2 separate regions of the Mus musculus genome follow, and region 2 is linked to region 1. Evidence: chromatin contacts called from public Micro-C data. All regions are on one chromosome and are shown on one strand. Each heading gives the region's core, a stretch centred on a gene start, on an enhancer-like site or on the middle of the called end of the contact. The rest is flanking DNA. Distances are from core to core; before and after follow the strand shown. Region 1 holds the start of Xpnpep1 (X-prolyl aminopeptidase (aminopeptidase P) 1, soluble). Region 2 overlaps Gm30234 (a long non-coding RNA gene).

The links. A called contact is a pair of places that touch in the nucleus more often than the background predicts.
Region 2: a contact with region 1 is called in a Micro-C map of the G1E-ER4 cell line, with 2.7 times the contacts expected there. The contact joins the enhancer-like site here to the promoter of Xpnpep1 in region 1. A contact is called at or near these places in 3 of 39 promoter capture datasets (cranial neural crest, hippocampal neurons and liver), 1 of 15 datasets of contacts at CTCF or cohesin (the NIH/3T3 cell line), 14 of 484 Hi-C or Micro-C datasets (the C10 cell line, the G1E-ER4 cell line, brain and 9 more), 10 of 115 datasets of contacts at active chromatin or transcription factors (bone marrow-derived macrophages, embryonic fibroblasts, embryonic stem cells and 5 more) and 3 of 9 other capture datasets (adipose tissue, liver and pancreatic islet).

The regions. Positions count from the first base shown.
Region 1 is chr19:53,037,180-53,039,879 of GRCm38.p6, forward strand. It overlaps Xpnpep1 (X-prolyl aminopeptidase (aminopeptidase P) 1, soluble), which reads right to left and starts at 1,391. Exons shown (of 20, transcript NM_001374834.1): 1 at 1,335-1,391.
Region 2 is chr19:53,092,092-53,094,904 of GRCm38.p6, forward strand. All of the region lies in intron 1 of Gm30234 (a long non-coding RNA gene), which reads right to left. Among named protein-coding and RNA genes, the nearest start is that of Gm41862, 8.5 kb to the left of the region's middle. Within about 2 kb of position 1,385, at least 11 of the 459 cell types and tissues checked have an H3K27ac peak or open chromatin away from gene starts, as enhancers often do. A contact at or near this core is called in the G1E-ER4 cell line and microglia, where this site is marked.

The sequences.
Region 1 (2,700 bases), core at 141-2,640:
CCCAAGCGAGAGCTGAACACAACTGGAGCTAGAAGTGAGACGGGGAAGACAAGTCTGGTGCCAGGATTGGTTCGACTATCTTTGGCTTCACTAACAGCCACCAGCCTCCATTTGCCTCCTTCAAGGAGTTCAGTTTGACCTTCTAAACTGAAAGGGGTCCTCATCTGTACACTGGATGGCACTGAAATTCTACCACTTCCGGAAGGCACCCTCCCTCTCAGCCTACCATCTGACGTTCACTGACCACCCCCAATACTGTGACTACGGATCCAGGATCCAGCAACGACTGTGGTGTGGTCCTCAAGCTGCCTCCGAACCTTTGACATTACATCATTATCCAATTGCCTGACTTTATTTCCAGCAGAAGACGTCCAGGAAGGTCTAACCACATGGACAATTACCCACACCACCCACCATCGTGCATATATAAACTTCTTGGTCACACTTAACACGCTGTGACAAGACCAGGTCTGGGTCAAGGTAGGCTTGAGATCTGTCCACTCACAGAAACAGGCATAATATGGTCGGAATTTCACAAGTCGGGCTGCGGTGCCTCATGTGTTCTTTCAAGACTCAACTGGTCTGAGAGGATGGGTACGCCCCTGTGCATCCCCTCAGAGTTTTAATTCTGGTTTTATGTTCTTAGCATCTCCCACTTTAAATAACCAAGTGTGCCTGGTTCGGGTGCAGAAGGGATACACTAAAGCATGTTCAACATGAGTCTGGGAAGTGTCTTCTCACTTCCTGTGTCCAAGAAGAACCCAGAGCAGGCTCCAGGAGGATTTTCCGGAAGGCTATGCCTATCTGTTTCCTGATACAGCCCCTGAGACCATTTGGGTGGGGAGGGCACAACGGCTGCCTGTCTCTGTTGGGAGTTTGAATCAAGAGGTAAAATGCAGTCATCAGAATGATCAGGGTTGTAACTTTAGATCGCCGCCGTGGAGGAAGGAAAAGGGCAGGGGCACAATCACTTCTGGGTACCCGGGGTGGATCCAAGAGGGACCAACTTCCTGCAACAGCAGGGCCTCCCCTCAGGGTCGGGGGTGGTAAGGATCACCGCTTTCCCGGGACCAGCGAGGCAGTTCCTCGGTCACACTGGTCCCTGGACCGGCTCCGGCCGCCCGGAGGTGCCCGGGGGCCCCGCCGGAAGCGAGCTGAGTCCTGCCGGGCTGCACAGATCGTTCCCCGGTTCCCGCTGGGGCAACCCCCGCTAGCCAAGGCCATCCCCGGACGGCCGCGGGCCCGTCGCTGCTCGCCCTCTCGTCCCTACCCTCCCGGGGGTGCAGCTCGCGCGCCGGGCGCCGGATGCCGGTCAGCCGGCACAGTCCCCTCACCTTACTCGCGGCGGCTTTCTGGAGGCTGCCATTCGGCGGTGACGTGCCCCAGCCCACGTCAGGGGAGCGCAGACCAGCTGATCACCCACGGCCAGGCGCGCGCACCGGGCAGGCCACTCCTCCCCTCTGTGGCGTGCTCACGCAGAGGCTCCGCCCCGCTGTAAACCCCGCCCGTTCACCGGAGTGGGCGTGGCCGAGTGTCAGAATTCCAAAACCTTTGGGCTGTTGCTTGGAGAGGGTGTGGTGTTCTGTGCAACCAATTGGGAGAGGCGCCGGTCAGTCGTCACTGATCTTCCTCTCCATTTAAGAGGAAGGACAGGCGTTTTGCCAGCTAAGGAAGCTGCATGCTTCTCCGGTTTGTTCCAGCTTTTAGGTCAGCTAAGACGAGAGAGTCGTGGCCAGCTCTGCAAGAACCTATTTTAGGGTCCTGGAGACACTGACTGGATCAGGATATAACTTGCTGAGACCTTAGAGATGTCTTCCAAATGATTATTCCCAACAGCTTCAAAACTTACTGCTCACTTGGGCTAACGATCGGGCGTTAAAGCGTCCAAACCTAGCTCCTAACCCTATGTACAAACAAAAACATTCTTCACGTAGGGCTTTTTCATCTCAGTCGGTGGCTATTCCATGTTTTAAGGGCAAAAATCTTGACGTAATATCTGCCTTATTCCCCGGTCCATGCCCCATCTGCCCAAGATCCGCTTGGTCCTGGCTTCAAAGTAGATCCGTAGCCCCACCCACTTCCATCACGTCACCTATCTGGGGTGCATCACTTCCACCTCACCTGTGTGACGCCTGCATAGAAGCCAGACCGAACCTACCCTGAGGTGTCCACTTGACCATTCTAGAATCGCCTGGGAGAAAAAGCCCCTGGGCCTGGCTGGAGGGTTGTCTTGTGTTATTTAAGACGGGCAGAACCACTCCCTAGGTAGAGGATTCTAGACTGTATAAAATCAATGGAAATGAGCTGAAGACGAGCATGAATATATTACTCTCGCCTCTTGACTACCGATGTAAGGCCTGGCTCCCTGACTAGATGAACGGAAACTGGAAGCCGAAGAAGTCCTTTACCCCTCAAATTCCTTTCGCCAGAATGTTTTATCACAACGACGGGAAAAGAAACTAAGCAGTCCCCATTTCATTTGGAGTGACTCTTCTTAATCACAGCTCACAGGTCACCTCACTCCACCTAAGCTGGCCTTCCCTATCTTTGACACTCACAGTCCCGTCAAGTGTCACCTCCTCGATGAAACCTGCTTAAAGCTGTAAACCGCTTGGACCCATCCGGGCCCCTTTCCCACAGCTTCTACTGTTGTTCACCGGAGTTCATCTTCTGAGGATAGTCTCTCTACCCTGCACACAT
Region 2 (2,813 bases), core at 135-2,634, 55 kb after region 1:
TGAAATATAGTGCGCCAGGGGGTATCCTTATCGGGCCCACACCAAGGCGTGCCCGCTGAGAAATTATGTCATGCATCGGACATGGTGTAAATTTGGGGTTATGAGGAGGGGAGAAGAGTGAGGACCTGGGAAGGGATAGAGGCAGGCAAGTGGACATGTAGACAGACAGACAGACAGATGGGAGCAGAGCCATGAGGGCTGAGAGAGGACTTCAAGGGCAGTGGGGAAACAGGAAGGAGGATAGACAGAGAGCTGCTGACTGAGTGGCGGGCAGGTCCTTTTATATGCAGTACACACAGTGGGCCACTTCTTAAGCAATTGCTAGGCCCCTGAGGGCAGGCCAGCTGAATGCTTGCATACTGACCCTGATTTGACACACTTCAGTTAACAAGAACAGTTAGCCACAAGCAGAACCAGAGAAGCCAAAGAGCAAGGTTAGTGCATTCCGAGACTTTCCTGTAACTGTGGGCTTGGATGGCTCGGGCCTTTGTTTTCATTTTGGCAGGCGGTGCTGTCCGCATGCTGAGTTTTACAGCCTGGACGGTACTTCCCTATGGAGTCAGCTAAGTCTGTACTAAATTTATTTTTATTTTGTGGGTGCTTGGCCTATATGTATGCATTTGTGACCCTGTGTAGGTCAGAAGAAGGTGCCAGAGTCCCTGAAACTGGAGCTGTAGGTGGTTGTAAGCTGCCACATAGGTGCTGGGAATTGAACGTGGACCCTTGCAAGAGCAGAAAATGCTCTTAACTGCTGAGCTGTTGCTTTAGCTCCAAAGGATTATCTCTTCCTCCTCCTCCTCCTCCTCCTCCTTCTTTACCTCTTCTTCCTCTTCCTCCTCCTCCATCTCTTCCTCCTCCTTCTCCCCCTCCTCTTCCTCCTTTTCTTTTGCTTGCCCAACAGCTTTTGTCACTAAGAATCTCTGCTTGCTTTGATATTGAAGCACATGGTACCTAGCTTCAAGAAAGCTTCAAGCCTTGGATGTAGCTCGGTGGGTAGAGTATTCGTTAGCATGCATGAGGCCCTGGTTTTGTTGTGTGGTCCCTCCAGGGGTCACCACCAGCAGAGAACAAACCACGAAGAGGTGAGAATTAAAACTCACCACAGCCAGACTTGGCCAGTCAGACTGGATCCAAACTTCTAGAGAGTCTGAAACCATAGTTCATTTTTCTTACATATCTAAACACTGTACCTTTTCCACTTGATAATTATCACACACACAAAAGAAAAAGTTAGAAGAAGAGGAGGAGCTAGAGAAGTTATTCACTGATTAGTAGCCCTTGCTGGAGGTAGAAGAAAGATGTCTGTAAGTTCAAGGGCTCTCTGGAATGTCTACATAGTGACAGATAGCCAGGGCTATAGAATGAGATCTGCCGGAGGTGGGGGGGGGGGGGAGGAAATGAACTTGCTGCTGTTCTAAGATATGGGTTTGGTTCCAAGCATCTTTATCAGATGGTTCACAACCAACTGTAATTCCAGTGCCAGGAGATTCGATGCCTACTACTGGCCTCTGACTACAACCTTCTCACTGTTGGCCAGGCACCACCCTCCCTCTGATTCTAGTTTTGCCTACAACATTCCCCTGGGCTCTGTGGCGGAGTCCTTATTAACCCCTCCAGGCAAGGAACCCTGCTGCCTTATCTTAAGTGGCCCAGCTCTGGGTCATTTCTCTGCCTGCAATAATCCCTCAGGTTCAAGGCTTCAGGTGCTCATCATCTAACCTTTACGACCGCAGCAGGGGAGTGTCTGTTCCTGCTTCATTCTCACTTTAGCCAAGGGAAACTGACTCAGAGAAAGCAGCATCTTATCTCATAATGGAACTAGGATTCAAACTCAGAATTGATGCTCGGTGCTACTTTTATTTATTATATAATGTACTGTATAATATATAAACTATATTGTCTATTATATAATTATGTATTATTATATAATGTATACTTATTAAATTATTGCTGATTATTAGTATTAGAGGGATGTATCATTAATATTTCATAGACTGGAAAAATTTTAAATCTACTTTGGGGCTCTGGTTTGCAGCTAGCAAATATGTGTGTATTTATGTATATGTGTGAGTGTGGGTGAGTGTGCACATGAATGCACACCCGTCAGGCCATTACAGATATCTAAATATCACTATCACTTAGTTTGTATTCAAATTCTCCAAGGGCACTGATACAGAATTCCCATAACTGATACATAATTCCATCTGCAGATAGAGATGGCTTTCTGGATTCCGAGTCAATGTACCATGCTTGCCCCATGTTGCAGTATGCTACTCATTTCTGAGTAAGTGATTGGGGGAAAGCCCAGTGGACAGTGCTAAGCAAGACTAGTCATCAGACCTAAGACCAAAGTGAACAGTGAGCACATGACGGGTAAAGAGGACAGAAGCCGAGGGGAAATGGTCTGTGGCTGAGAGCTTAAAGTAGTCCACTCTCCTTGGAAGGCAGAGCTCTCTCAGCCCTCTGTCTCCTTGTCCTCTTCCTCTTCAAGATTCATCTTTCGTTTGAGTTATGTGTTTATATTGGACATGAACATATGAATTCAGGTGCCTATGGAAGCAAGAAGTCAGATCCTCTGGAGGTAGAGACACAAGTGCTGGGATTCAAAGTCAGGCCTCTACAAGAGCAGCCAGTGCTCCCAACCACTGAGCCAACTCTCCAGCCCATGCAAACTGTCCAGGTTGCATGTCTTGTCGATTCCGCTGAAAGTCGGGTGTCAATCTGAAGGCTCCCCACAAAAAAAAAAAAAAAATGGAGGCTCAGAGAGGCAAGGCTGTGGAGGCTCTGAGGTGAGACAGTCCTGATTCTGGCAG